Regions from separate parts of the Mus musculus genome. Here all the other regions are linked to region 3. The links are chromatin contacts, called in public HiCAR-type, HiChIP or PLAC-seq and promoter capture Hi-C maps. All regions are on one chromosome and are shown on one strand. Each heading gives the region's core, a stretch centred on a gene start, on an enhancer-like site or on the middle of the called end of the contact. The rest is flanking DNA. Distances are from core to core; before and after follow the strand shown.

Region 1 (3,772 bases), core at 801-3,300, 2.2 Mb after region 3:
ACAGAGATGGGAGGGAAGGAGGGACAAAGAAAGAAGATATAGAAGAAGAAAGAGAGGAGAGGAGGGAGAGAAAAGAGTGGAGGGAGGGAAGGAGGGAGGGAGGGAGAGAGAGAGAGAAAGAGATTGAGATTTTCCAGATTATCCGTGATATTCAGTGAGTGTCAGCAGCACAAATCCGGAGTGTTTACTTAACCAGGGGTGCTCCCGCCCTGAGAGGAAGAAGTAGATGCCAGAAATAGATGCCAGGAGAAACTAACCATTGGGTGACTCCCTATTCTGGGTGTAACTGGAATGTACCTCAAGCATGCTCTCCAGTCCTCTTCTGGGCTGCTTTTTTTCTTTTTTTTTTTTTTAATTATCAAGATAGAACACGATTCCTACCCATGCTGATGTCCGTGCTGATGCTCATGATGATGCCTGTGCCCCGTGCCGATGCCCGTGCTGATGCCCATGCCCCGTGCCGATGCCCATGCTGATCTCCATGCCGATGCCCATGCCCCATGCTGATGCCCATGCAGATGCCCATGCTGCTGATGCCCGTGCCAATCATGCCCATTATGCAGAACATCATTAAACGGTCCTCCAAGGTCATCTTCACCTAACTCCATCCCCTCCTTTCCCTCCTTTGACTAGTTGCTTCTCCAGTTTACTCTCTCTCACATTAGCCTAATCGCACTGCCTGTTGTAGAACACAAAGTTGGAACGGGAAGATGGGATGGAGCAGGAAAATGGGCACATGCTGTCTACCAGGTGATTAGAAACAGCATCTGTTAAAAACCACTGCCTTGCTTGGACCCATAAGATAACTAAAAACAGAGTAACCCCTAACATCTATGCTTTCATTTTGTGTCTGCCTTCCTGTTTTGGGTTGCCTAGGTACCTCTGCATGTGGACATATTTACCATTCAAGGACTTCTCTCATGGTCCTTCAGGATAAAGGCATAAAACTAAAGTATGAGAGACATCTTAGAGTCAGCTTTTACAATTACTCCTCAAAGGCACCTGTGGTCACTTTGGATTCCATGAAAATGGTCAGTTACCCATCCCATCCATGGTGGGGAGGATGCATCTTGGAACATGAGCACTTATCCTCTGAGAATGACATTGCCCCCTCAGGCAAAAGGGACTCTTGGGAACAACTTGCAGAACCAGTCTTAAAGAATGACCAGCCAGGACACATTGTGACCAGGATTGCTCAATTATACATACAAGAATGCTTCCTGCCCCAGTTGCTCTGCTTAAATCTAAAGCTCATATGGGCTTATTGACTTCTTTATCTGATCCTTTCCTAGGTGTGTGCATTAATGAAATATATCTCTGCTTCTCACCTTTACTCCTTTGTTTAGTTAGAGGCACCACACCTTGGTGCGATTTATGACCTTTTCTGCCATAAATTGCTTTAAAAAGACAAAACAAAACAAAACAAAACAAAACAAAACCCAAACCAAAAAAACCTCATGTAGCCCAGACTGGCCTTGAACTCTGTATGTAACTGACTGATAAACTTCTGGTACCCCTCCCTCTGCTTCAATTGCTGGGATCTGAGATTACAGGCATGTAACACCACATCCAATTTATACATTATTTGGAATTAAATCTAGGGCTTTGTGTATGCTTGTGTAAGCACCCTACCAACTGTGCTACGATCCCAGTTCCTTAGCTTTTATCTGTCTTCCATGACAAGTTTGAAAGGCTTTCCCATTATCACGCTCTCCCATTAGTAACCAAGGGATTAAGAAAAGCCTTACTCTGTATTATTTGTTTACAAAAGGCCCACCATGCAAGAAGGAAATGTATTACCCAAAAAAAAAAAAAAAAAAAAAAAAAAAGCCTATAGATAGGCTTTCTACCTTCCAGAGGGTCACGGGCAGGTACATATACAGGAGCAGAAAGCATTTTTCTCAGCCTAGTGTCTGTACCCTCTTATAACAACACCCTTCCCATTGTAAAGGACCAGGTCCGTATGTATGGAGCCGCACCCTTCTCCCTTGAACTACAACTCCCAGCATGCAGTCTGCCCCACGAGTACGCACGCGCGTGGGAGGGGACAGTGAAGGGGAACCAGCAATACAGACAGCGCGGTCGGGTTTAGGGGCAGCTGGCGGGAGGATTCGGCAACTCCCTGAACTTGAGGCACCGCGGAGTGTGGGCGCCGGGAAGAGCGATTCAAACCTTGCGGACTGTGCAGTGGGTCGGCGGCCAGACAGGTGAGTTCAGCCCAGTGCTTTCCAGGAAGTCCGTCGGCGGGCGCGGCAGCGGGTCGCTCCGGCCTGGGCGACTAAGAAGGGAGCGGCTGTGCTTCCTGCGCCTTGCCCGCGGGCCTCGCTAGAGAGCAGAGGGTGCCGGGCCGTTCTGGGACGGCGAGCTGTGCTGGGTGTCGCCCGCGGCCAGGCGCGCAGGCTCTGGGCTGGGGTTGAGTCACTTGTGGCCGGCCAGCAGGGGTTCGGAACCGGCCGCCTGGGATTCGGGGCCGCCACTAGTATTTGAGACCGGTCTCCTGGAGTTCGGGACTGTCTACGTAGGGTTTGGGGTTTGGCTGTCTGGGTTTGGGACCGGCCGGTGCTCCGGAACCGGCGTAGCTGGGAAGCTGTCTGAGAAGCGCCTTGCCTTGCCGCCCCTCTACCCCAGCCTTCATCTCGCTGCCTGGCTGTTGTTGGATGAGAGGAAACCCACAAAACTTGGGACACACCCTTTTTGTGATTGAAATCTGGTGTCTTGCATTGGCCATTTTGCTTATCTGCTCTGCCCTGCCTTAGAATAAGTTTCTGGCTCCTGTGCAGCACAGCTGGGGCCAGCTGTGAAGCTGATGCGGGTTTGTTTTGAGGACGTGACTGGGTCGTTGTATCTTCGCTTACAGAAGTTGATGCGTTTCCTCCGCAAGTCTGCATTCTGATTACAAACAGAAATGGGAAACAGCCCCAATTTTTACTTTCCTTTTCTTTCTCGACTCTTTCCCTCTCTCTTCTCTGTTTAAGAATCCCCTTTCCCCTTTCGAATCCTACCACACACACACCCCACCCACGTTCCCTTTCTACTCTCCCATCCAACCCACCCCCCTCTTTCTTGTCTTCTAAGAATCACATTCCCAACTTGACCTCTGCTTCTCTTTAAAAAAAAAAAAAAAAAAAAAAAAAAACCCAAAAACCACAGTCATCTCTTTGGTAATGAACACTGCAGTAAAACTTATCCCAGGAGGTCATACTTAAACAGGAAATGAGCCTGTGGAGATTTGCTGGCTATGAGCAGTCTTCTTTGGTTTCTGACATTTAGTGCAGTTCATGTTTCTTTTTCTGAAAAACTTCGGAATAGGTTTTTTTTTTTGCATATTAAATTGATTAATCAATTGACCTGTCATTATTTTAGAAGAATAGCTTTGCTCAGACTCCTTTTTATTAGTTCTCTTCCTAGTCCTGGTCACACATTTTATACACATATATATCTCTTTTTGATATTTTGAGCTGTGTAGCTCAGGCTGGCCTTTAAGCCTCAGCTTCCCAGTACTTGAATTACAGACGGAGCCACCGAGTCTGGCCATGTCTATAATGTATTAAGAGCTGACAGTAGGGCCAGGAGAGAAGGCTCAGAAGGTGAGAACACACACTGAATCCCATCTCTGGTTCTACACGTGCCATCCATCATATTCCAATCTTAAACGACCTTGCCTTGCATCTCTCAGCATTTGTAGTTTATCTTAGAATGAGGTTGGTGGTAGCCAGGTAACCCATGATCATCCTATCCTTCTATGGTGTATGTGTGTTCAGGTCTTTGCATG
Region 2 (3,718 bases), core at 112-2,611, 2.3 Mb after region 3:
AGACTAAGAGCAGTTGTCAAAGACAGGACACCAGACCCTGAAAGTCAGTCTTGGAGAGTCCACTAACTCAATGGTAAAATGGAAGAAAACTGCCATGACCTTAAAAGAAGTTTTTAAAAGGGAAGAAAGGGGAGGGGAAGAAAGCGTAGAACTGCAATCATCTGTACACTCCACTTCCCTAAGCTATGGGTGGCTATGAGAAAGCACTACAGGTACATCTTACTAAACGACGCTTTCACCAGTGGATGCAAAAAAGCACTAAGCGTTAAGCACTAAGCTGGGGAGCGGGAACCTGTCTTCTCATGATTACATTCCCAACCCCTAGCAAGGTGGCCAGGAGATGATAGGGATCCTTGTTTACTGAATGAATGAAACGCTTCATGGAAAACATGGGAAGGTGTACACAGAATTGTGCCTCGAAGACACAGAGAATAAACTATGAGCAAAGCCGGGCACAGGAAGAGTTTAGTTCTCTGTACTTTTACTTAGTGCTCCCTCCACAACTGGAGTAATTACATACAAACTGGAGTTGGTGACGAATGGGGGGAGGGGCAAGGAAAATGACATGTATAGAAGTTAATTTGGGCCTGGGGGGGCTGCAAGAATTCTGAAGTTCATCTCGGATCTTTCCTCATTCTTCTATTCACATCTCAAATTCAGATATTCGTAGACCTGTGCCAGAAATGCCCCCCATGAACCATCATTCATTCATTCATCACCAAATCCTGTCACTCCTCTCCAAACACTCCACAAGTTTCCCCATTCTTACATCACAGACAAGGAAACTGGCTTTCCGCACAGGCTCTCCAAGGGCACCCATCGCCAGTGCGTAGTCCTTCTGTAGAACTCCAACCTGATCCCTCCCAGACCCTTCAGGGGCATCTACACTCTCCCATCAACTCGCCCTTTCACACGGGGCGTTACCGCGCCCGATGGGCAGTTGAACATGTCTCCACTCATTCACTGCCAGCCACCCTTTCAATTGGCCATGTATGCACGGAGGGGCGCAGGCCACACGTCCTCCCTTCTGCTCCCCCAGGAGTCCAGGCCGGTCCCTGATCCTCCAGGCACTGACTCCGCGGCGGTCTCCCCGGGAGAGGCGGGCACCGCCGGGCATGCAGGGGGCGCTGGGCAAGAGCTTGGGGACTTCGCGTTGCCCGGCGCCGCGCCTCCGGCCGAAAAGCAACCCGACGCCCCATGTGCCCATCCGCGGAGCTCGCCCGCCCGCCCGCCCGCCCGTCCGCCGCACCTTTGCGCTCGGCCTCGCTCTCAGCTTCGCTCCCGAAGAGGTCCTCCATGTCCGCCATAGCAGCTTGGTCCGCGGCCTTGGCTTGCTCGGCTCGAGCCTGCTTTACGGCCAGACCCGTCCAAACACGACGTGTCGTAAAGAGCCGCACAAAGACCTACTTTACTTTTGTGACCTAGTTTTCTCCAGCACTCGGCTGGCTCCGCCCCCACCCCCTCCACCCCCGCCCCGGTGTCTGCGCTCGCCCGCTACTCCGTTAGCCCGCTCGCACGCTGTGCGGAGCTTGGGATGCGGGTCAGACTTGTTTACGACCTGTCAGCTGCGGCCAGGTTTCTTAAAAATAGTTGAGGGTGGGTGTGGTCGCTCTGCTCTGGGGAGGCAGATCTCTGTGAATACCAGGCCAGGTTCGTCTACAAAGCGAGTTCCAGCCAGCCAGCCAGCATATGTCTACATACGTAGATCCTGTGGCAGAAGAATAAGAAATAAGTCATTGAGAGCTCTAGCCTGGAGTAGTTAGTGGTGCACGCCTGTAATCCAGCACTCTAGAAGCAAAGGGTCAGAAACCCAAATTCATCATCAACTGCATAGCAACTTCAAGAGCAGCGTGGGATCCTTGAGAACCCCCACCCTTAAAAAAAAAAAAAAAAAAAGGGCTGGTGAGATGGCTCAGTGGGTAAGAGCACCCGACTGCTCTTCCAAAGGTCTGGAGTTCAAATCCCAGCAACCACATGGTGGCTAACAACCATCTGTAATGAGATCTGACTCCCTCTTCTGGAGTGTCTGAAGACAGCTACAGTGTACTTACATACAATAAATAAATAAATCTTTAAAAAAAAAAAAAAAAAAAAAAAAAAAGACCTGGTGAGATCGCTTGTCGGTAAATGACTTGCCCTTAAAGACTAAAGATCTGTTTTCCGAAAATCCAGCACCTACTTAAACTCAGGCACGGCTTCCAACATCTGTAATCCCAGCTCTCAGGTCCAATAAAGGACCTTGTCTTAAAATACAGATGCTGGATGGTGGTGTCTAGGCCAGCCTGGTCTACATAGCGAGTTCCAGGACAGCAGGACAGCCAGGGCTATACATAGAGATTCTGTCTGGGGGAAAAAAAATAAAAAAAAGTAAGGTGCTGCCTGGTGGGGTGAAGAGCATTTCAAGAATACACTGGAAATCGGCCTTTGGCCTCTAGGCACATGGAAAGTAGCTCTGTACAGAGCTTGCCTATTATGAGTGAGGGTTCAAATTCAATCTGCACTGGGGAAAAATAAAAGATTTAGGACTAGAAATCCCAATATGGGAGGCTGAGGCAGGAAGACAACTGAGAATTTGAGGCCAGCTGGGGCCACAAAGACAGCCTGGATTACTAAGGATGAAGCTTTCAGTAGTATTAGGTTAGTTTCTGGCAGTATTTGCTCATTTCTGATCTCTTCTTTAAATTACATTTATTAAAATAAATTTATTTTTAATTTTATTTCTTTAAATGTGCATGGGTGCTTTACTTTGCATACATATCTGTGCACCACATGCATACCTGGTACCTGAAGATGTCAGAAAGGGGCATCAATCACATTACCTGGGACTGGAGTTAGAGACAGCTGTTACCTTCCATGTGAGTGCTATGAATCAAACCTGGGTCCTCTGGAAGAGCAACCAGTGCAACCCAGCCAGTGTTCATAACCACAGAGCCATCTCTCCAAGTCTCCATTTCTAAGCTTTTTTTAAAAAGATTATTTATTTTATGTATATGAGTACACTGTAGCTGTACAGATGGTTGTGAGTCATCATGGGGTTGCTGGGAATTGAAATCAGGACCTCTGCTTGCTCCTTCCCCACTTGCTCCAGTCCCACACACTGTAGCTGTCTTCAGACACACCAGAAGAGGGTGTCAGATCTCATTACAGGTGGTTGTGAGCCACTGTATCATGCTGGGATTTGAACTCAGGACCTCTGGAAGAGCAGTCAGTGTTCTTAACTACTGAGCCATCTCTCCAGCCTATCTCTAAGCTTTTTTGGTTTTAGAATTATAGATAAGGGATTATAGATCAACATACCTATAAGATGGATATGGTTCTCAACATGTGGGTTGCAACTTCCTTGACAAATCTTTCTCTCCAAAAATATTTATGAGTCACAATAGTAGCAAGAAAAAGTTATGAAGTAGCAACCAAAATAATTTTATGGTTGGGGGCCACCACACATGAGGAACTATATTAGAGGGTCAAAGCATTAGGGAGGTTGAGAACCACTGCTAGAAGATATATTCTACTATATTACTGTTTTTTATGTGTGAAAAATGGGAGGAAATAGACTGTGGCTGTTGATAGCCTACCCAATATGATCTGCTTGGCCATAATGTAAATAATCACTTAAAATTCATCAGCAGTTTTAGATTTGTGTTAGGGGTGTGGGGTTTCAGAAATGGCTCTGAGTGCTGGGACCATAAGTGTTTCACATTTAACTTATTTTATTTCA
Region 3 (3,777 bases), core at 886-3,385:
CTGCGTGAGTCTGTGGCCAGCCTGGTCTACACAGTGAGTTTCAGAACAGTCAGGACTACACAGAGAAACCCTGTCTTTAAAAACAGTGTTAATTGGTTGAAATGCTGGGCCCAACATTCTCCCCCTATACAGACAGAATACAAGTGCACAAGATTGCCTGGCTTCTTCAGTCTCCTTGATAAGGATTGTGGGGAGGAAGGTAAACTTGGTACCGACTCTATTCACCAGATCCCGTCACGATGGAAATGTGTGGTACACCTGAGGTCCTGCTCTGCTGTTCCTCTCACACCACTCACTTTACTCGTCTGCCATGGGAAGTCTCTCCAAACAGGCAGTTAGTTGTACATGCTCTTCCTGCCAACAGGGGGAGCGTTTTTTTTTTTTTTTTCTAAAACAGAAAGAAGGATCTGGATCCGGGAGGTTCCTGGTTAGTAGAGAAAAGGCAAGGGGCATGGTGAACCACTGTGCTTCGACTGCACTGAACATCTGCGGATGAAGTTCAACTCCAAATGGTTATAAAGACATTCATTTGTTTTTATTTTTGTCTTTATGGAGTCCTAGCAAGACAGCGAAAAGTAAATTTTTGATTGCTCAACAGTGGCTGGTTCCATGAGAACCTTAAAGGACGCCACAATTTGCTGCTGCCAACTATATATATTTCCTAGTTAGGCCCTAGGAAAAACAAGTGGATAAAACCCATAATATCCCTGCCCTGTATATGATACACGGAACACAAATGAAGAACTGTCAAATGTAAATACACAACAAACTTTGGACTAAAACTGGAGAACTGCCAAACGAGTGTGTCCCTTTCCTGAAAGAAAATGTGGTGATAGACAATTTTTTTTGTAGGAATATATATTAGTCCTAATACTTCCTTAGGCCAAGCATAATTCTTTCAGCTGCAGATGGCAGAATCATCTACCAACATTAGATACAGAAAAACTAACTTTTCGCAAGCTAGTCTATGCCGGTACAGCAACACTTTGAAACTTAGCCCAAGGATAATACTAAACGATAAATACATACAGGAGTGGCACGCTATCTGCCGTAAATGCCAACCCCACACAATAAAGGTCAGACTCAAGAGGTTATTTAACTTTATGTATCTTTTTATCAATGTGCTTATTTAAAAATAGGGGATGCACACACAAAAAAATGTTTTTAGCGTTGCCGCTTTCAGATGGTTCGAACAAATGGGTCCCAGAGATCATGCACAAGTTTTAGCATTGACTGGTAACGCTTAGCTGCTGGCTCTAACCAGTCTTACCTAACCTCTAAGTTGTAAGCATTTACAGTTAAACCGGATAATGAAGTCTCCCGTCTTTTAGGAAGACAACCCCAAGTCCTTAGGTCTAGCAATGTATTTGTTGCAATGTATAACTCTAAAGTTTGCGGACAGATGTGAGATGTGTCAGGCGTTTAAGAAAAAGAGCTAGAGAAAACCGAGGGCCGAAGCAAACACCCTGGAGATTTGAAACGTGATAGCAAGCCAGCCGGGCAAGTCGGTCCTGTACACACTCATCTCCAAGGCGAACAGTGCGACCGGACGCCGGGAGGCAGATATTCACACTCCTCCCGCTCAGGCCCTCCCTGTGTCCGAGCGGCTTGCCTCCCGACAGGAATGAATGAGCCCGAGTGGCCAGCGCCGAGCCCGGGCCGGTGGCGGGGCCGCGGGCGGCCTGGCCGAACAAAGGCGCGCGGGCTCACCTCGTCACCCCACTTGAGCACGTCCTTGTGCCGGTCCTTGACTGCGTGGTAGATGTGCAGGAACTGGAGGATGCCGTGCCTCCGCACGTGGTCGGCGTGGCGCTGGGTCTCTTCCCAGCTCAGTGGCGAGCCTTGGGACAGCAGCCCCATGGCCGCGTCCTCCTCCCGGCCGCAGCTCCGCTCTGGGGGCGCCCTCGGGCCGCGCGGCGGGCGTCCCGTCCGTTCCCGCTCCGGCTCGGACCCCGCCGCGCGGTTGACAGCCCGGGTCGGGGTCTCTCGCCGCCGCCCGGTCTCGCGCTCCCACGCCGGCCCTGCGGCCCTGGCCGCCGCGGCAGCGCTCCACTCGGCGCCGCCGGTGTCGTGCACGGGCTTCCTACTTGCGACCCAAAGCTGCGGCGACACAGAGCATGCCCAGTTCCGCGCCTGCCGCTCCGTGCGCCGCGCTCCAGATTTTATAGGCTGCGGCGGGGGCGGGGAACGAAGCGGCAGGTCGTGGGTGGGGCCTGGGGCGGGGGCGGGGCTGAGGCCGAGGGTGTCCGCGGGGGGGCGGGGCTGTCTGCGAATAAGGACTGAAAAGTCTGGGTCCTAAGAGAAAACTGGGTCAAAAAAAAAAAAAAAAAAAAAAAAAAAAAGGGAGGGGGGGAGAGGGAGAGAGAGAGAGAGAGAGAGCTGAAATATCTGAATATCTGTTCAACTCTGTACTGGTAGAAAGGGTATAAAGTTAAGAGTAATCCTTTTTTTTTTTTTCTTTTTTCTTCTTGGTTTTTCAAGACAGGGTTTCTCTGTGTAGCCCTGGCTGTCCTGGACTGGCTTTGCTGGACTCGAACTCATAGAGATCCTCCTGCCTCCCATGTGCTGGGATCAATTATGTGCACTACCACGCCTGGCTGAGTAATACTGTGTGAGTGTGTGTGCGTGTGTGTGTATGTGTGGTTTTTCGAGACAGGGTTTCTCTGTGTAGCCCTGGCTGTCCTGGAACTCACTCTGTAGTCCAGGCTGGCCTTGAACTCAGAAATCTGCCTGCCTCTGTCTCCCAAGTGTTGGGATTAAAGGCATGTGCCACCACTGCCTGGCTGAGTAATACTTTTTAATAAATGTTGTACGACTCCACATGGCATGGATATGCATAGAGTTGATTGCTGGTTATTTACATGCGTCCATGTATGGGCAGGGATTAGATATATGTATATCATCATTGTAAACCCTGTACGTTAACTATTTGCCAATGGGATCTCTGGTCGGCACAGAGATCACTCACTGTGCAAAAGAGGTCTTGTCTTGTCTTGTCTCCAAGTGTGCAGTGTGAGAAGTTTCTTCAGAAGTTTCCCCACCTTCAGAACCGAAGGTCCATCCAGCGGTGGTCATTCTATTGCTCAGGAGAGCTTTACCCTGAGTGCGGAAGGCTCTGGGAACTGGATTCCGTGGGAACGAAGGGAAGGTACCTTGCCCGAATAGTTATTCGATTAATGTTTTGCAACTGTATAAATATATGCAGTAACTAGATGATCCATTCATGTACAGAGGGCAGAAAACATTTATTACACCCTCCCCCCCCCCACACACACATTGTAACTACATTTTCAACATGTAGTTACTTAGAGACAAGATCTCACTAGATAGCCCAACCTGGCCTTGAACTCCAGGCAGCCATCGTGCCTCAGCCTCCTGAGTGTTGGGATTAGAGGCATGGACTTCCACATTTGCTTTAGATTTAATAGTTAATGAACACTCATCACAACATTCAATGAACACTAATCGATGAATGCATGATAGGAATATTTCCTCATTGAATGAGGCCATCAAAGAGCTTGGGGCCACAGATACTGAAAGTGTGGCTGTGATTTGCACAGTGGAATGCATTTAAGTATGTGCACAGGTTAGATGGCATCTAAAACTGAGGAGACATGATGCTGTCTCTCTCTCGCACATAGCTGGAATAATATTCTTTTAAAAAACCATTCTAACACCACCACCACTCAATCTTCACTACTTACTGCCCACTACCTTATTGTGTCCTCCCCACCATCCTTGCTAGGTTGTTAACTATGTTCTGATCCACCATTCTTT
Region 4 (3,708 bases), core at 694-3,193, 2.4 Mb before region 3:
TTCTAATATAATATATATAATAATATAAATGAAACTCCAGTACCCAGGGCCTCACACACACACACACACACACACACACACACACACACACACACGCGCGCGCACACACACACACAAGGCAAGGTCTTTACCCACTGAGTTACACTCCCAATCCTGTACCCTAAGTGGAGTTTTGAATACCAAGAGAAAGTTAAAAACTAGAGAATGGTTTTTTATGTGGAGTTCTTATGGATTTATTCAGACCTTGCATGGTGGAAATCTTTAAAACCATCTAAAGGCCTTTCAAAACCCAGATACAGTCCAGTTGTCTAAACAATAAGTGATCCACCACAGACGCCAGGCAAAGTCACAACAGGATGAGCGAGGAGCCTTCGGCTTCTCTCCGATTTCCTGGCCACTGTTATTTTAAAATTTGATCGTGTAAACAAGGGAAAATCCCTTTCGGACAAGTCCCATGGACTATAATTTGCATCTTTGTTTTTAATATGTTGTAGCTTCTATGAAAAATCATAGTTGTTCACTTTTTCTTGCTCATGTGTCTAGGTACTAAAGACCATATGTAAAATCTATACTCCACGGCTTTTTAACTGTATAATCGCAATACTCTTTTCTTAAGGGTTGTATTCTGTCCCTGCCTTTTACAAGTAACTTTTGAAAACAAATACAAAACTTGAAAGGAAGAGGGAAAAAAATGGGTAACAGATCACACACACGAAATAAAAACACTACAGGCCGACGAGCATCAGACTAAAATGACTTCTATTTATCACTGTGCCTGTTTACTCCTGTGCAACTGCAAACACAGAAAATGGGCAGACATTTAAAAGTCAATGAGCTGTTCTGAAGAACTACATTGTTTCTGGGCTTCCTCTGTCCCCCTTGTAGCATTTGTGGCCATTTCTAAAATTAATGCTAGAGAGCACTAAGGTAATTTTTTTTTCACTAAACATTTCCCAGTTGGAAAACCACAAGCCAAGATGTCTTGAAGTCGAGTTAATTTGTACAGAAATGCTGCTGTTCCGCAGCCAACCTTTGGACCATGACCACCACCAAGCTCAAGACTCAGATTTTATGGTGTTACAGCCGAGCCTCAAAGGCTGTTAAAAGTCTCAAGCTGACTAACTATATTCGAAAATCCTGCAACTGTAACACGAGAGCAAACTAAAGTTTTATTCAACACATATGAAATCGGAGCAGCGTTTGTGTAGCGCTCCAGCAGTATCTCCACATTGGGATTTAAACAGCTCTGCCCTACATACTTTATGCCGGATAAAATGTATCTTTGTGTAAAAGTTCCTGACATAGATTATCTAAGAATGGCCTTATCAAATTATTTCCTATTTTAAAATACAATCCACAGCTAGCACGTTTTAATTAGTTTAAGACGATTTGGAATTAAATAACAAAGTTATTTTCAGCAACACATCCGTAAAACTCACACTCAAAATACTAGAACGCTTAGGAACTAAAATTCCAGCTTTATAGTATGCTACCATGGTCTTCTTCGACACAGCTAAATTATTAATGGTATCAATTGATCTTTACTCTGACAACAAACTAGACTGTGTAGCTTTTTCACTGTGTTTCGAAAGGAGAAAATAAAACTATCTTGCAGTGTCGGGTGGGACTCGTCAGGTGACAGGAGCCCCGCTGGCCCGGGAAGGGGAAGCCAGAGCTCCAGTCCGCGCCGGGCAGAGCAGAGGCCAAGGCGGTGAGGACAGGCAGGCGGGCAGGCGCCCACACTCACCCGGCGAGGCAGGTGCGCGAGGGGTCGCGGCCGTGGAGAGGCTGCCGGGCTGCGGGCGCGAAGGGCAAGCGCGACACCGCGGCCGAGAGCGAGCACCGGAGACGACAGCACGACGGCGGCCGGGATACGCTTCCTGCTGGGACAGATCCCGGATCGGTCTCCACCCGCCGGCCAGAGAGCCCTGCAGAGTGCCCAGCCTGCGCACGTCACTGCTACGGAGCGCCCAAGGGGGCGGGAGGCGGGGCCGGAGGCGGGATTTTGTGGGACCGGGGCGGGGCGGCTAAAGAAAGGGCGGGTCTTCATTGGCCAGTGGGCGGGAACAGCCTAAGGGGCGGGGTCTTGGGGCAGAAGGGCTGAGAGGGGCGGGGTCCTAGGCAGCAGGACAGGGAGGACTCGCAAAGCGTAGGGTCTTGGGAATGAAGGAGCAGAGGGACGTGGCCTCAAGTCAAGGAACGCCGGGGCGGCTGTGAAGGGGAGGCCTCAAGAGCTAGGGTTGAGAGGGGCGGGACCTCATGAGGCGCCGGGGAAGGGGGTGGTTGAAGGAGTGCTGGGTAGGGGCGTGGCCTAATGGCGTGGGGCAAGAGAAGGGCGGGGCCTCAGGTTCCGACCGCATCCCTGCATCCCTGCAAGCCAAGGGCTGCAGGTAGCCCCTCATGACATTCCCTACCTCGCAGTGGTAGTTGTTTCCACTGCCACAGCGAGGGACCACAGCAAAGAGTCAGTTGAAGAAAAGTTGAGAGTGGGACAGGCGAATTGCGGAGGAACTCGCTTGTGGGGATTAAGGGTGGCACCGCAGCCCATCTAGGCTCGTGCTCCTCACCTGCCTGCGTCAACTTCCTGTTCAGCCCTTGGAGGATTGAACCACGGAAGAAAATTTTTTCTTCTCTGGCTAGCCTCCCATGCAGATATCATATTTACTTCTTACAGCCCCTGTATTTCCACCTCGCCCCCTTTGTTGTTGTTTATCTGGACTCTTGAGAGAGTCTCGGTCTGTAACCAGGCAGTCCTGGAACTCATCATGTAGCCCGCGCAAGCCTAAGAATAGTGACAATCCTTGTGGGCTGGTTTTATAGAACTGAGCCAACTGGCCCGCTTTATCTTTCCGGTTGTTTAATTTTACTGTCCTTATAAGGTCATATGTGGGTCATCTTTTTAAATTAAATATTACATTCCTATGCAAATTTGAGAGCAAACATCTCCTTTACTAGAAAAAAGAGGTTAATATGAAAACAAAATAAGGGGCTGGCAAGATAGTTCAGCCAGTGAGGGTTCTTGCAGCCCATCCTGAAGCCCAGCATGTTTCAAGGAGAGAAACAACTCCTCATATTGTACTCTGACCACTGGGCTCTGTCTAGAAGATTCCCAGAGAAGACAGGTTTCAGGAATTCAAACTGGACCTGGTGCCTCGTGCTTGTAATTCTAGCTACTCGGGAAGCTGCATGTTCAAGACCAGCATGGTCAGTTAGTAATATCCTGTTTCAGAGAGAGATGGGCTATAACTAAGTCCACGGTAGAATACTTGCCTAGCATGTGAGGCCCTGGGTTCAATCCATATCACCACAAAAAAATGGTAAGGGAAGGGTCAGGCATTCAGAGACGACCCAAATGACTTGATGAAAAAGCTACCTTCCACTGAACACATTTCAAATTCGTAAGACAGTAAGTAAAATTAGGGAAACTAAAAAAGAGGAAGGAAAACCAAGAAAGGAAGTAATTTACAGCAACCACAGAAATGTAGCTCCAAGATTGCCAAAAGAAAAATCTCAACTATATCAAAGATTGTAAAATAAACTAAAACCAGGGGCAGACTTATTTCTCAAATTCCAGTACTAAGGTGAGAGAGGGGGATAGAGGGCAAGCAGAACCCTTGGCTCACCATTGGCTCACCCTGGCCAGCCATTCTAGCAGAAAAGGAGAGCTCTGGACTCACTGAGACCCCACTACAAAAAATAAGAGGATGA
Region 5 (3,580 bases), core at 291-2,790, 2.3 Mb after region 3:
CCTAAACTGTCACACCACTCAGTCCCAGTCAAGACCCCTTGATGAAAGGCCTATCATAAACCAAATCTCCAAAATTTTGTACCTAGCTCACCCTGACCTCTCTTTTAAGATTCCACAAACACTTAACATCGTGGACTCCTTTGACTCCTATAAAGCAATATGGCTGGCTTTAATGGAAGTCAGCAGAGATGCATTATAAACTTTCTGAGAGAAAGCATACGGCTTGCTATTTATGCTCACCACCACCACCACCCCGGGGGGTCCAGCCATTAGAGGAAGATGGAGGTCCCAGAGTCCATCAGGAGGAACTAGAGGGAGGACAGAGTGGGTCGGTGGAGCAGAACTTCACAGTGCCGGCTGCACTCAACAGCTGTAAATCTCGCTTTCTGTAGGCATTACTGCTCTTCTCCTGGTATTCAGATGGTATTGCTTTAAATATAATAGAGCTGGGCTCAGCTGCCTAAGCCTATAATCCAAGCTCTGGGGAAGCTAAGGCAGGGAGATTAGGTGTGCTAGGGCAGGCTGAGTTATAGAGAGATGCTGTCTCACAAAGCATATATTTTAATGTATCTCTGTATTAGGAAACATTGAAGCTCCTCTCAAGCTCTTAACTTCAAGTGACTGTGTCATCTCTGAAAGGGGTTTGCTGCTTACAGTGGATCATGGACTGCAGTGGCCATATTTTCTTTAGGATGGTCAATTACCACTGATAGAAAGGGCTAACCGAACCTCTCATTTTTCTTTTTTGTGAGGCGGGGTCTCAGTAGTCTGGGCTGGCTTTGAACTCACTATGCAGCCAAGGATTAACTGTATCTTCTAATCCTTCTGGTCTCCAAGACAGGGATCACAGGGGTACAACAACAAGCTCTCCCAGCCTTTTGAGACAGGGTCTATTATATAGCATAGGCTGTCCTGGCACTACATAGACTAGTTAACTCATGTGCCACTACTCCCAGGCAAACCCTGTGCTTTTTATATCTAAGTTCCTAAATACTTAAATTTCATCTAAGCACTGGAAGGGCAGCTATCTACCTTTCTCAGCACGCCTATGTCAAACTCTGGCTGGTCTCAGCGATCTCAACAAGCCAGCCACCCTGCTGACTGAGCTTTTGCTCAGTTTTCCCAGGACCCCTCACTCATTCACCTCCCTGGTTACCGCGGATGCTTCTAGAAGCAGCCAACGGACCCCGGGGACCGATCCCAGGGGCCTTCCCAACACCACCCTGAGCTTATCTGCTCAACAATCTGGCCTAGCATATTCGCCTTCGCCCACTTCCTCCCGACAGCACGGGACCCAGCAGCCGTTCAGACGCTCGCCCTGTCGGGTCACTTGGTACGACACTCTGGGCGGTGGTTCAGCTGAGGCCGGGGTGTACCCGCCAGCAGGCCGCGTGCAGCTCCGACCGCCCCCGCGGCGCGCGCAGTCACGGGCGTTGGAAATTCCGGCGCGTGCGGCTCCCCGGCTGGCGGGGGCGGGGCCGCCGTGGAGTGAGCCTGTGACGTGAGGGGGCGTGCCTCTGCGAGGCCCCGCCTTCTCTCCGCGCCCTCTCTGGCGGGTCGGGGTTACATGGCGGCGACTGCGGCAAAGCGAGAGCCTCGGAAACGCCGCTGCCGCCAGCACAGCCGGAGACCTGAGCCGACCTTGAGGGCTGTCCGCGGGCCCTGCACTCTGTCGATGAGTCGGAGAAGTCCCGTGAGTGTGTATGTGTGTGTGGCCGGGTGCGGGCCGGCGCGGGAGGGAGCGGCAGAGGGCCCGGCGGCGGCGCCGGCTCCCGCGTCCATTGTGTGTGACCCTCCGGGCGGCCGCCGCTCAACAAAGACGCTTTTGTTCCGTGTGCCCGCTCAGCCCGGGCGGCGCGGCCGGCTGCGAGGGCCAGGTCCCCGCGTGGGGCTGGCGGCGCGGCCGGCGCGCCCCTCCCACCCGGCACGCCCCTCGCCGGGCAGCCGGCCGCAGGCATAGCTGGCGGGCCCCCGCCGCCTGCACCGGGCTGCGCTTCGCGGGTTCGAGTCCCCGCCGCCCGCGCCCGGTTCCGCGGGTTCGAGTCCCCGCCAACGCGCAGGCGAGGGCGGTGGTCCAGGAGCGCTTGAGGCGGTGGAGGCTTGCCTTCCTGGCTCGCTGCCTCCCTCAAGCTCTCCTGTCTCCTCCCCTCCCCAGCCTGCCCGGGTGACTCGGCCTCAGCTGACTCCGGCCGGGCAAAGTCTCCGGCACGTTGCGTAGCGCTCTGCTCCTGCCCCTAAGTCCGCCCAAGTTTGTGCCTGGCGGTCCACGAGGTGCCGGGGACCGGCCTGAGACAGGGCTCCTGACACCTTTCCGGACGTTAAGGTGTGATCCGGAAAAACACCCTGATGAAAACGTACGTTACCGGTTACAGGCCTCCTCACTTGGAGCTTGTTATGATCGGACTTGGGAGTTGTGAGGAGTGGAGGGCTTTCGGCCGCCTTTTGTTCCTGCCTGGCTTTGGCTCTCCGGCTCAGGTGCCTTGGGGAAGCTGCGTGCAGCAAGCTCCTTTAGATCGCTTTCGTGTTTTACCTTTCTTTGACTTGAAAGTAGGAAAGATGGAGCGCAGGGACTTGGTAAAGGGGAGTTAGGTCTCTTTACAGTATCTAAACAGTTCGTGTTCGTTGCTAAGAGTCCGGAGGCAGTATTAACTTTTTATGGATACAGATAGATGATTGTCAGAGGGGGAAATAAAAACGTTCTCAGGCCATCAAACGAAGAGCAGCTAGCTTCAGAATAAATTGTTGATTATTCTAGCGTTTTTATTTTGGTAAAATTCTGGGTTTTGACGTTCTGTCTCTTTAACGTTGGAGAACTGCGTTGGAAAGAATTTGAGAAGAATGTGGGGTCTAACCAGGGTCCAGTCCTCAAAGGGATTTTGTTGGTTGCAGAGACAGTCGCCACGTAGTCCCAGCTAGGCTTTGAGTAACGATTCTCCTGCCTCGGCTTCCTGCTGGGTTTAACACGTGTGCACCATTGTCCCCAGCTTGAGAGTTTCTAGAAATGACAGATTTTAGTGTTTGGAAATAATTTTGAATTGAGTGGAAGAAACATATCTTTAGCTTGTAGTTGTTAAAAACCTGTTTGTAAGCTGCTTTAACAAAAATATATGTTGTATTAATGTAATTACATCATAAATCTTGCTTTACTGATGTCCCAATTAATAATTGTCATCTCGGAAGCTTGTCAGATTTGAGCAGACAGTTCTATCGCTTCAGTATTACTGTTCCTGAAAAAAAAAAAAAAAAGACCCTGGGAAAATGAAACATTGTTTAAAGTCAGCTTTCTATATGAGGATATTTTGCAGTTTAGTCATTTGCAGGAGAGGATTAAAGTAGCCTGCCCACTTTTTGCGATTAAAAAAGATTCTGGGGAGGACTGGCTTGCGGAACATTTAGTTTCTCAGTAGAAAAGACAACGGTTTTAAAGACAAGTGTAAGTGCCGAGAGCGCTGCAGCATTTTATGTAAGTTCCCGGAGGATGTGAGAACTAAGAACTCACAACCTCGCAGGCCTGCTGACTCAGGGGACCCGGGGAAGGGCCTGGGGTCCAGTGGGAGGAGGCACAGAAGGAAGGCTGCAA
Region 6 (3,978 bases), core at 1,447-3,946, 2.1 Mb after region 3:
TTTTGAAATAGCATCTCACACTGTCACCCAGCCTATCCTATAATTTAATGTGTAAGCCAGGTCAGCCTTAATTTCTCAGCAATGCCCCTGCTTCAGCTACCAAGTGCTGGAATTACAGAAGTCTACTTCCAGGCCAAACTTCTTATTAATGTCTGTCTATCTGCTTGTTTGTGGTTCTGAGACAGGGTCTCTACAGCCCAGGTTGACCTTAAACTTACTATGTAGCTGAGGGTAAACTTGATCTTTTGAACTTCCCACTTCCATCTCCCTAACATTGGAATTATAGGTGTGTGCCACCATGCCTGCTTATTGATTGCTAATATTAAAAATAGGAAAGTTAGGGGAGACAGGAGGCATCTATCAGGATGTAAAATGAATAGATAAATAAATTAATGGAGAAAAGCAGGAAAGTTAAGTAAGTATCCTACTTCCCACATTTGTATATCCATTGGCATCTACTCACTTCTAGCCCTTGTGAGACACACAGGTTGACCAGATGTCCTTTTTTTCTCAACTGTCTTTAGTGCAATTTCAATATCTTTCTAGAGCCCCTATGTGGCTGTTGATCTCTGCTTGGGCTTCCAACTATGACAGCAGTATAAGAAATCACTTCTGAGTCTTCTTCATTCCATAGACTGCTCCTGAAGTCATGATCCATTCACTGTATCACATTCAGCCTTTCTTTATGAAGGACCAGGACACAGCCACAGAAGGTAGTCGGCTACCAGGTATCTTTGTCTCTCTTTCCTCCAATCTGAACAAAGGTGCTTCAATATCTTTAGATTGTGCCTTTCGCTAGTAAAACTGTTGATCTGATCTGTAAACAGCCCCATTTTTATTTAGTAAAAGACTATGCTTTGTGATGAATGTACAACATAGAAAGGTCAGATATCCTGTCTGTTATACAGACCATTTGGCATAATAAAAGCATAGGAAAACTCGAGAACATTATTTAAACTGGTTTGGTCACACCTCCAGTTCTTTTCATTCTGACAAGGGGATGCAGGGTTATAGTTGACCATGGAAACTCTGTTGTCTCTCAGCAGCCATGGTATACCTGTGTTCACCACCCTAGTTTCCAGAGCCTTAAAAGGCCAGCTTTTATTTTCTGACTCAGCCACCCACTGGCCTAATTTTTGTTTATTTATGTTAATGTTCATGTTACTTGTGTGGGGATGCCCTGGGAGGGCAGAAAAGTGCATAGGCTACCCCAAATTTAGAGTCACAAGCTGTTGCGGTCTGTCTTGTGTAGGCGCTGGGAACCACACTGGTGTTCCCTGGAGAATGATGTCCTTAATGACTAGAGAAGCTGGATAAACCTATCCTACCACCTCTCTTTCTTGAATGACTCTGAACTCCCATAAAAACTCCCTTTGTTCATCCCATGGGACTGTTACAAAAATTTTTTAAAAAATTACAGGAATATGAAGGCATATTTTTCACATGCATGCAAAGTTGCTGCTATTATTTTCGACTTTAGGATTTCTTCTACAGCATGTTTTTTATTTCAGCTATGTGACTATTGCATACCTCACCCCAGATAGCAGCCATTCAAGTTCACCCTCACCCATCCTTGGTCTACTATAGATCCAGTCAGCCCTGAAGCATCCATCTCTTTAGTTCATGTTCCTGCACTAATCCCAACATAACACCAATCCCACCATATAGTGAAATACTGCATGGAGCAACTTGGAAAAAAATACAACAACAACTCAGAACAGCTATAACTGTCAAGTACCCTTCAAAGGTTATATACTCAGCGTACCCAACAAGGAGTCAAATGGAGAGCAACCTTATGGAATAGAAAATGCCCCTATTGTGTGTATGGTGGTACATACCTGTAGTCCCAGACCTTAGGAAACAAAATCAAGAAGACTAGGAGTTAAAAGATCAGCCTAGGCTACATGATAGGACTCGTTCTCAAAAGAAAGTTTCTGGAAGGAACCCATTTTGCTATGCACTTCCACAATCAGGGATTCGTCCCATTCAACTTTCATGCCCCAGAAACAAGATAATATTCTGTAGTTCCTAAGAACCAGTCAGAGAGAAAGGACATTTCAGTACATCTTCGTTGGTGGGGATGGAGGTTAGACTGCTAAAAGACCCACAGTAATAAACTCAGGGAGTTTTAACTTCTACCCAGGCCAGAGACGCAGCTATCTTTTGCATAGCACTTTTTGCAGGACTTTCCCATCAGAGACTGCATCCAAAGAATGTCTTCTGTAACCACAATGAAGGACTCCGGACTGTGTGTGCTCTTAGTACAGATAGACCTGCGGTTGTTGACTCCCACACCGCATCTTTAAGCTGTAAACATTTTACAGGGAATGAGTCTCGAATCCAATGTCCAGTATGAAGCCAGTGTGTAGGTATCAGTTCCCCAGCACTCCCAAACCAAAACTTTTATCCCACTCCCCAAACCCCAGTTAGTTTTCCAACCCCTCTTAAGCAATTAACCCATCTAGTTCTTCCCACACCTACACCTAGCCAGTAAATCCTAGGGCAGGCCTGGTCTATTCCTATACTTGGCCCAAAGTGGGCCTTCATGAGGCTGCCCAGAAAGATGCTCAGCTGTCCACAGTCTTGTCAAGCTTCTGCCACCCATGGCGTCAATGATCCTGAGCCAGTCCACAGAGCCTACCCAGCATCCCCCAAACCCAGGCTCCACCTGCCTCGCAGCGTGCTGGCGCACGTAGCTCTAGATTCTACCGGAGGACCCTGCGAGGCCATCGCGTCATTGGGAGACGCAGCTGCGGCCCGGGCAAAGGGTCCTGTCTCGGAGTGGCCACCGCGCGCCGCCAGAACTACGCTTCCCAGGCTGCCCCGCTGCAGCCGCGCGCCCCGCGCCCCGTGCCGCGCCGCGCCCGGCCGGGAGCCGCCTGTTGATCGCAGCTCCAGCCTGGGGCCACGGCGCCGCCCCTGCTGGTCGGACCCGCTCACTCCTGGCTCTAAGGCTGCTGGGCAGGACCTTCCGCTTCGGGATGGGCACAAGCAAAGGTGAGAACCTGGGACAGGAGGGCACTGTCGGGACATCCTATCTGAAGCACCCCTGTCCCCCGCTTAGCGTGTCCGCGGGAGGATGCTCCATAGCGTGGCGCGCGGCCAAGTGCAGCCCGCAGCGGCTTGCACCCGAGCTGCTGGTGCGCGTGGTGGCAGGGGACCGAGCCGGGCAGCCGGGGATGAGTGTGGGTACCGGTTGCACTGTGCCCTGCAGTCCCGCAGACCCTCGGCGCCGCAGTCCACGCGCAGATGCAGAGAGGGCGCGGTCTCCAGTCGCTCCGGGCTACGGAACTGGGGTTTTCCACCTTAGGCTTTGTTTCCCATTTTCTCTTCTCCCGTAGACCGGTGTGTGATAAGCTCTCTGAGTCTTGGGCATCTCACGGCCTCATTTGAGCAAGAGCCTGGGAAGGGAGGAGTCGGGCCGGCATCTTTTCTGAGATCCTGGGAGCTGTCACAAGGACGCATCTGCCTTCAGAAAGCCTCTCTGAGCAGGTCCCAGAGAATCTTTTCTTATTCTTCCTGGTTAAAATCATGCTGGTCTGTGTCTTTCCGAGGCTTCTTTGCTTTAACCTGTTAACCTGCAAAAAATATGAAGGTCGGGTTTTTTTTTTTTTGGGGGGGGGGGTGATTTTTTAAAAGGCTCTGGGAATTTTTATTTTAAAATATTAGAAGATGGGAAGGTAATGCGGCTAAAATGCAAATTACAGGAAAGAGGCCGAGAACGCCATCGTTTCTCCGGCGCCTATTAAATATCTGATTCACCATGCGCTTGGGAAGGGAGAAAAAAGAACATCAGAGAACGAGAACGTATTACAAAAGCATGGTTTCCATAGCAGCTCCACCATCTAGGCGCTGATGGATGCTGGGCCAGACCCCCTCTCCTCTCTAAGCTGCGATCGCCGTGTAAAATGAGATATTTGGTGAGATGGATTCTGAACCTCTTTTCGTCCTAGATTCTTATATCAAGGTACTGAGATG
Region 7 (3,992 bases), core at 317-2,816, 2.1 Mb after region 3:
AGAGCTGTCATTTATGTTTTAAGGAACAGAGATCTAAAGAAATTTCCCTTAGCACAGATGTGATTTTAAAATATGACCCAATTTTTTTAAATTTTTAAACACAATCTTAATAATTATATGGATGTGTGTCTGTGTTGGGGTATGTGCACATGTGTTGCTCACAGAGGCCAGAAGAGGATTGGAGCTGCAATTACAAACAGTTGTGAGCTACATTTATGTAGGTTCTGGGTCCTCTGCAAACCCAATGAACCATTGCTCTAGCCCATGAGTTAATTTTTAAGACTGCAGCATACCAGGATAATGATACTGTGCTACCCACCATTGAGAAAGATCTATTCGTTTTGAAGTAACTGCTAGATTTGAAGTACTCTGTAACAGATTTTAATGTATCAATTTTTAAAAAAGATTCACATGGAAACAAAAGGACTTTTAGATTCTTAACTGAAATACTTGCATGACTATTAAACTCAAAACCTCCAGAAAGGGAAATCTGTTTGTCAGTGGGTTTGTTTGTTTGTTTGTTTTCATGTATTTAAATAAGTAACTTGGTCCATGAGAGGGAGGAGCCAGAAATCAAAGGCCTGATTGTGCTGGATCCTTCTTTGTGGCCATTCTTCAGCTGGGTTCTCAGCAGGCTGCAGTTGAAAGGGAAAGATCCAAGTTCTGCTTAAAAATCAGACTAAAGAGCTTGCTCAGCACCCCGCTCACATTATGCTACTCGCATTCACCACTTAAAAGTCTTTGGATAGTAAATTGTATGCAATGACCTCAGTCTTCCAGGATATTCTCGGATTATAGGAAGCACCCCTCTGACTTGCTTATGAGGAGAGGAGTATTTTTCATGGCTTTCCCTTTTCTTGAAAGACTCTCAGAACATCAAGATCCTCAGGTATAAATTAGACCCGGGGAAGAATGTCACAAAAGCACACTATTTTTCCTACTTGGTTAGAAGAAAGAGAACAAAACTGAATATTTCTGGTGAGGACTCTCGCTCCAAGAGGGACAAACGGGTTGTTTTGTTTTGTTTTGTTTTGTTTCCTTCTCTAACTATGTGAGAGTGAAGTTTTATGCACAATGTATTTGAAATAATATTCGTGCGCTTTCCTAATCAAAAGGCTCCTGTGGAGCTGAGATGCAAGAGCATCAAAAGACTGTCAACACAGATCAATAAAGGCAGGTCTTTATAAGGTTTGATAGAATTATATCTTTTGTTTATAACAGAATTTTGATTATAGTAGAATATAAAGGTATAACAGAATTTTGAGTATAGCAGGAAGGGATTTTGGAGTAGAGACTGCAGAAGAATAACAATCAAAATTAGACAAAGATTACCCATGTCTCCTTGACAAGTTCACGGGTAGAGAGGGCATTTAACCCTTGAGGTACAGCAACCATGCCTATCGTCCAGCAATCCTGCAATCCGGCCCGACTCCGACGTAGAAACATACCCAAGACTGCGGCAAGGAAAATACGCGAGCAAGCCTGTCTCCCCTCCCCCGCTCCGTTCCCGCGGGATTGGAGTAGCGCTGGGTCGCTGACGCCATCCTCACGCCTCTGGTTTGCATGGAGCATGCGCCTCCTCCTCATTTCCTCTCCTGGAGCTAGTGGAGTAAAGCTACGCCCAGGCCCGCGTCCGCTGGCGGCGCAGGAACTTCAGCACCCGCGGGGCGGACAGCGCCTACCGCACCTGCTCACCTGCTCTGGGCGCCAGAAGAGCCTGCATCCTCCTTCCAGCCCGGAGCAACTGCGCCGGAGGCGCCCAGACCCTCTCCCTTCCCGCACCCAGGCTCCTGTCCCTTCCAGCTTCTTAACTCCCCTTCTCATTCATAACAAAAGCTACAGCTCAGGGGCCCAGCGCCAAGCTCTTTCCAGCAAAGCACAGAAGAGCAAGAAAGAATGGGGTTCCTTTGGACCGGCTCTTGGATACTGGTGTTGGTGCTCAACAGCGGCCCAATTCAAGCTTTCCCCAAACCCGAAGGCAGCCAAGGTATGTGGACATTGCTCTGCTTTAGAGTTCTCTTTCATTTGGCCCAGCCAAGATAAAGCTTGATGTGACCCGTGAGCTCTAAATCGCCCTGCCTAGTTTTTCTCAGCAGATCTCGTATCGTGCATATTGACAGAATATACACGGTTTTGACTTCAGAGAACGAAGATGGATTTTTCTTTCTCCTTTACTTTTAAAATAATAGAGCGATAACATGGTCTTATTTTGAAAAGGGGAGCGAGTACCTGTGCTTAAAGTGGCTAGGATTTTTTTTTTTTTTTTTTGCTCATTACACATGCAGGATATGATGATCTCTTTTAATGTACCAGCAATGATAATCCAAATAGTATGTTTCCAATTGAAAAGAGCTAATAAGCTAAGAATTAGAACTATATGTTAAATTTCTGATCAGAAAATAAAAGTGTGATTGCATTTAATTCAGGATATGCAATAATATAATAAGCATACCAACTTTGGAACTCACCATGTATACAATTGATAATCTTTGCTACTATAAATTTTATTTTATAACATTCAGAATTATTTCTCCAAAAAATCTTTTTTCATTGTGTTTTTTATTTTAATAGGAAACATATTTGACCACCCAAATGCACAATTAAATTTATATTTATGTGTATTTATTCTAGACAAATCCCTGCATAATAGAGAATTAAGTGCAGAAAGACCTTTGAATGAACAGGTAGGTCAGATGTAAAATTATAACTCCTATGTTATCTTATTCACTGTTGTCACTTACTGTAGTTTCCTTGTGATATTTTAGCCATTTTACATTTATAAACTCCAAGACATTAATAATAAATTGACAAAAACTAAGATGATAAATCTGGTTCCACTAATTCTGTGTTCTCACAATTAGTGCACTGAGTTCTTATAGCACATGGGCTGAGGCATGATGATAACCCAGTGAGATCAATACTGTAGCCACTCTTATAAGACTGTCTAGTTTACCAAAGTGTGTGCGTGGCTTGTTTTGTTTTCTTTGAGACAGAGCCTTGCTGGGTAGCTTTGATTGCCCTACAACTCTTGATCTTTCTGCCCCTTCCTCTTGAGTGCTGGGATTGTCAGCACATGCTACCACACTTGGTTGAAGATTTGTCTTTTGTCAGTATCACAGGAGAGAGGAATTAATTGATTAAAGCATATCAGCCCTTTGTTTTGTCTCATTTAATCCTGACAACGGTGCTTTCTGCCTGCATTTTACAAACAGAACTAAATCACATAGAGAGTAAATCTTGTGGAATTGATAAGTAGTGAAGCAAGGATTTAAAAGCAGATCTGTCTCCTGTTTGTCTCACAGATCGCTGAGGCAGAGGCAGACAAGATTAAAAAGGCATTCCCTTCAGGTAAAAAAGAAACCACTCTGCTGTTCAGTTAAATATGTGGGTCACAGAATTCTAAACTAAAATGCATGTGTTGGGCTTGGAACTTTCCTTCCAGAAAGCAAGCCGAGTGAAAGCAATTATTCTTCTGTCGATAACTTGAATCTGCTGAGGGCAATAACAGAAAAGGAAACCGTTGAGAAAGAGAGACAATCCATAAGAAGCCCCCCGTTTGATAACCAACTGAACGTGGAAGACGCTGATTCAACCAAAAATCGGAAACTGATCGATGAGTACGATTCCACCAAGAGTGGACTGGACCACAAGTTTCAAGGTAAATGATTAACCAGGTGCTTTGCCGCCTTCTCTTCTCACTCTGAGTTTCTCCTTACATATTAAGAAAAGGTCACACACTTTCAAAATGTATTGAATGCACGTATAACCTTTTATTCATCAAGTCCAAAGTTGAGGTCAAACCAAAATTGACCTATAACATACAAAAAACCTAGAGTCTCAATTTTCCCCTTTAAAGATCCCTTTACCAAAACAGGTATGGTGGCTCAGGCCTGGAATCCCGATCAACACTCAGGATGCTGAAGCAAGAGAGTTGTCACAAGGTTGGGTTCAGTCTGAGCTACATAGGGTACCAGGCCATCCAGACCCTGACT

Evidence for each region. Promoter capture Hi-C pulls out the DNA fragments that hold promoters and counts their contacts. HiCAR-type assays count read pairs that join an accessible place to other places. HiChIP or PLAC-seq counts read pairs in DNA pulled down with a chosen protein or histone mark.
Region 1: a contact with region 3 is called in a promoter capture Hi-C map of erythroid cells, with 20 times the contacts expected there. The contact joins the promoter of Tmod3 here to the promoter of Gclc in region 3. A contact is called at or near these places in 4 of 39 promoter capture datasets (embryonic stem cells, erythroid cells, hippocampal neurons and 1 more) and 2 of 115 datasets of contacts at active chromatin or transcription factors (astrocytes and embryonic stem cells).
Region 2: an H3K27ac HiChIP or PLAC-seq map of embryonic stem cells shows a contact between it and region 3, with 10 times the contacts expected there. The contact joins the promoter of Leo1 here to the promoter of Gclc in region 3. A contact is called at or near these places in 1 of 39 promoter capture datasets (erythroid cells) and 2 of 115 datasets of contacts at active chromatin or transcription factors (astrocytes and embryonic stem cells).
Region 4: a contact with region 3 is called in a HiCAR-type map of astrocytes, with 2.8 times the contacts expected there. The contact joins the promoter of Myo6 here to the promoter of Gclc in region 3. A contact is called at or near these places in 1 of 39 promoter capture datasets (erythroid cells) and 1 of 115 datasets of contacts at active chromatin or transcription factors (astrocytes).
Region 5: a promoter capture Hi-C map of erythroid cells shows a contact between it and region 3, with 40 times the contacts expected there. The contact joins the promoter of Mapk6 here to the promoter of Gclc in region 3. A contact is called at or near these places in 4 of 39 promoter capture datasets (the HPC-7 cell line, erythroid cells, hippocampal neurons and 1 more), 2 of 484 Hi-C or Micro-C datasets (muscle stem cells and nephron progenitors) and 3 of 115 datasets of contacts at active chromatin or transcription factors (astrocytes, embryonic stem cells and thymic regulatory T cells).
Region 6: a HiCAR-type map of astrocytes shows a contact between it and region 3, with 6 times the contacts expected there. The contact joins the promoter of Tmod2 here to the promoter of Gclc in region 3. A contact is called at or near these places in 1 of 39 promoter capture datasets (hippocampal neurons), 3 of 115 datasets of contacts at active chromatin or transcription factors (astrocytes, embryonic forebrain and embryonic stem cells) and 1 of 9 other capture datasets (pancreatic islet).
Region 7: a contact with region 3 is called in a HiCAR-type map of astrocytes, with 6 times the contacts expected there. The contact joins the promoter of Scg3 here to the promoter of Gclc in region 3. A contact is called at or near these places in 2 of 39 promoter capture datasets (embryonic stem cells and hippocampal neurons) and 3 of 115 datasets of contacts at active chromatin or transcription factors (astrocytes, embryonic stem cells and neural tube).

What each region holds. Positions count from the first base shown.
Region 1 is chr9:75,557,935-75,561,706 of GRCm38.p6, reverse strand. It overlaps Tmod3 (tropomodulin 3), which reads left to right and starts at 2,050. Exons shown (of 10, transcript NM_016963.2): 1 at 2,050-2,207.
Region 2 is chr9:75,439,167-75,442,884 of GRCm38.p6, reverse strand. Leo1 (Leo1, Paf1/RNA polymerase II complex component) reads right to left here and starts at 1,361. Exons shown (of 12, transcript NM_001039522.1): 1 at 1,250-1,361. The coding sequence starts at 1,307.
Region 3 is chr9:77,752,893-77,756,669 of GRCm38.p6, reverse strand. It overlaps Gclc (glutamate-cysteine ligase, catalytic subunit), which reads right to left and starts at 2,135. Exons shown (of 16, transcript NM_010295.2): 1 at 1,711-2,135. The coding sequence starts at 1,860.
Region 4 is chr9:80,163,269-80,166,976 of GRCm38.p6, reverse strand. Myo6 (myosin VI) reads right to left here and starts at 1,943. Exons shown (of 33, transcript NM_001039546.2): 1 at 1,748-1,943.
Region 5 is chr9:75,407,976-75,411,555 of GRCm38.p6, reverse strand. Mapk6 (mitogen-activated protein kinase 6) reads left to right here and starts at 1,540. Exons shown (of 6, transcript NM_015806.5): 1 at 1,540-1,693. 4933433G15Rik (RIKEN cDNA 4933433G15 gene) reads right to left here and starts at 1,372. Exons shown (of 4, transcript NR_040719.1): 1 at 790-1,372.
Region 6 is chr9:75,610,043-75,614,020 of GRCm38.p6, reverse strand. Tmod2 (tropomodulin 2) reads left to right here and starts at 2,696. Exons shown (of 10, transcript NM_016711.3): 1 at 2,696-2,997.
Region 7 is chr9:75,681,630-75,685,621 of GRCm38.p6, reverse strand. Scg3 (secretogranin III) reads left to right here and starts at 1,566. Exons shown (of 12, transcript NM_009130.3): 1 at 1,566-1,987; 2 at 2,632-2,684; 3 at 3,303-3,348; 4 at 3,443-3,658. The coding sequence starts at 1,897.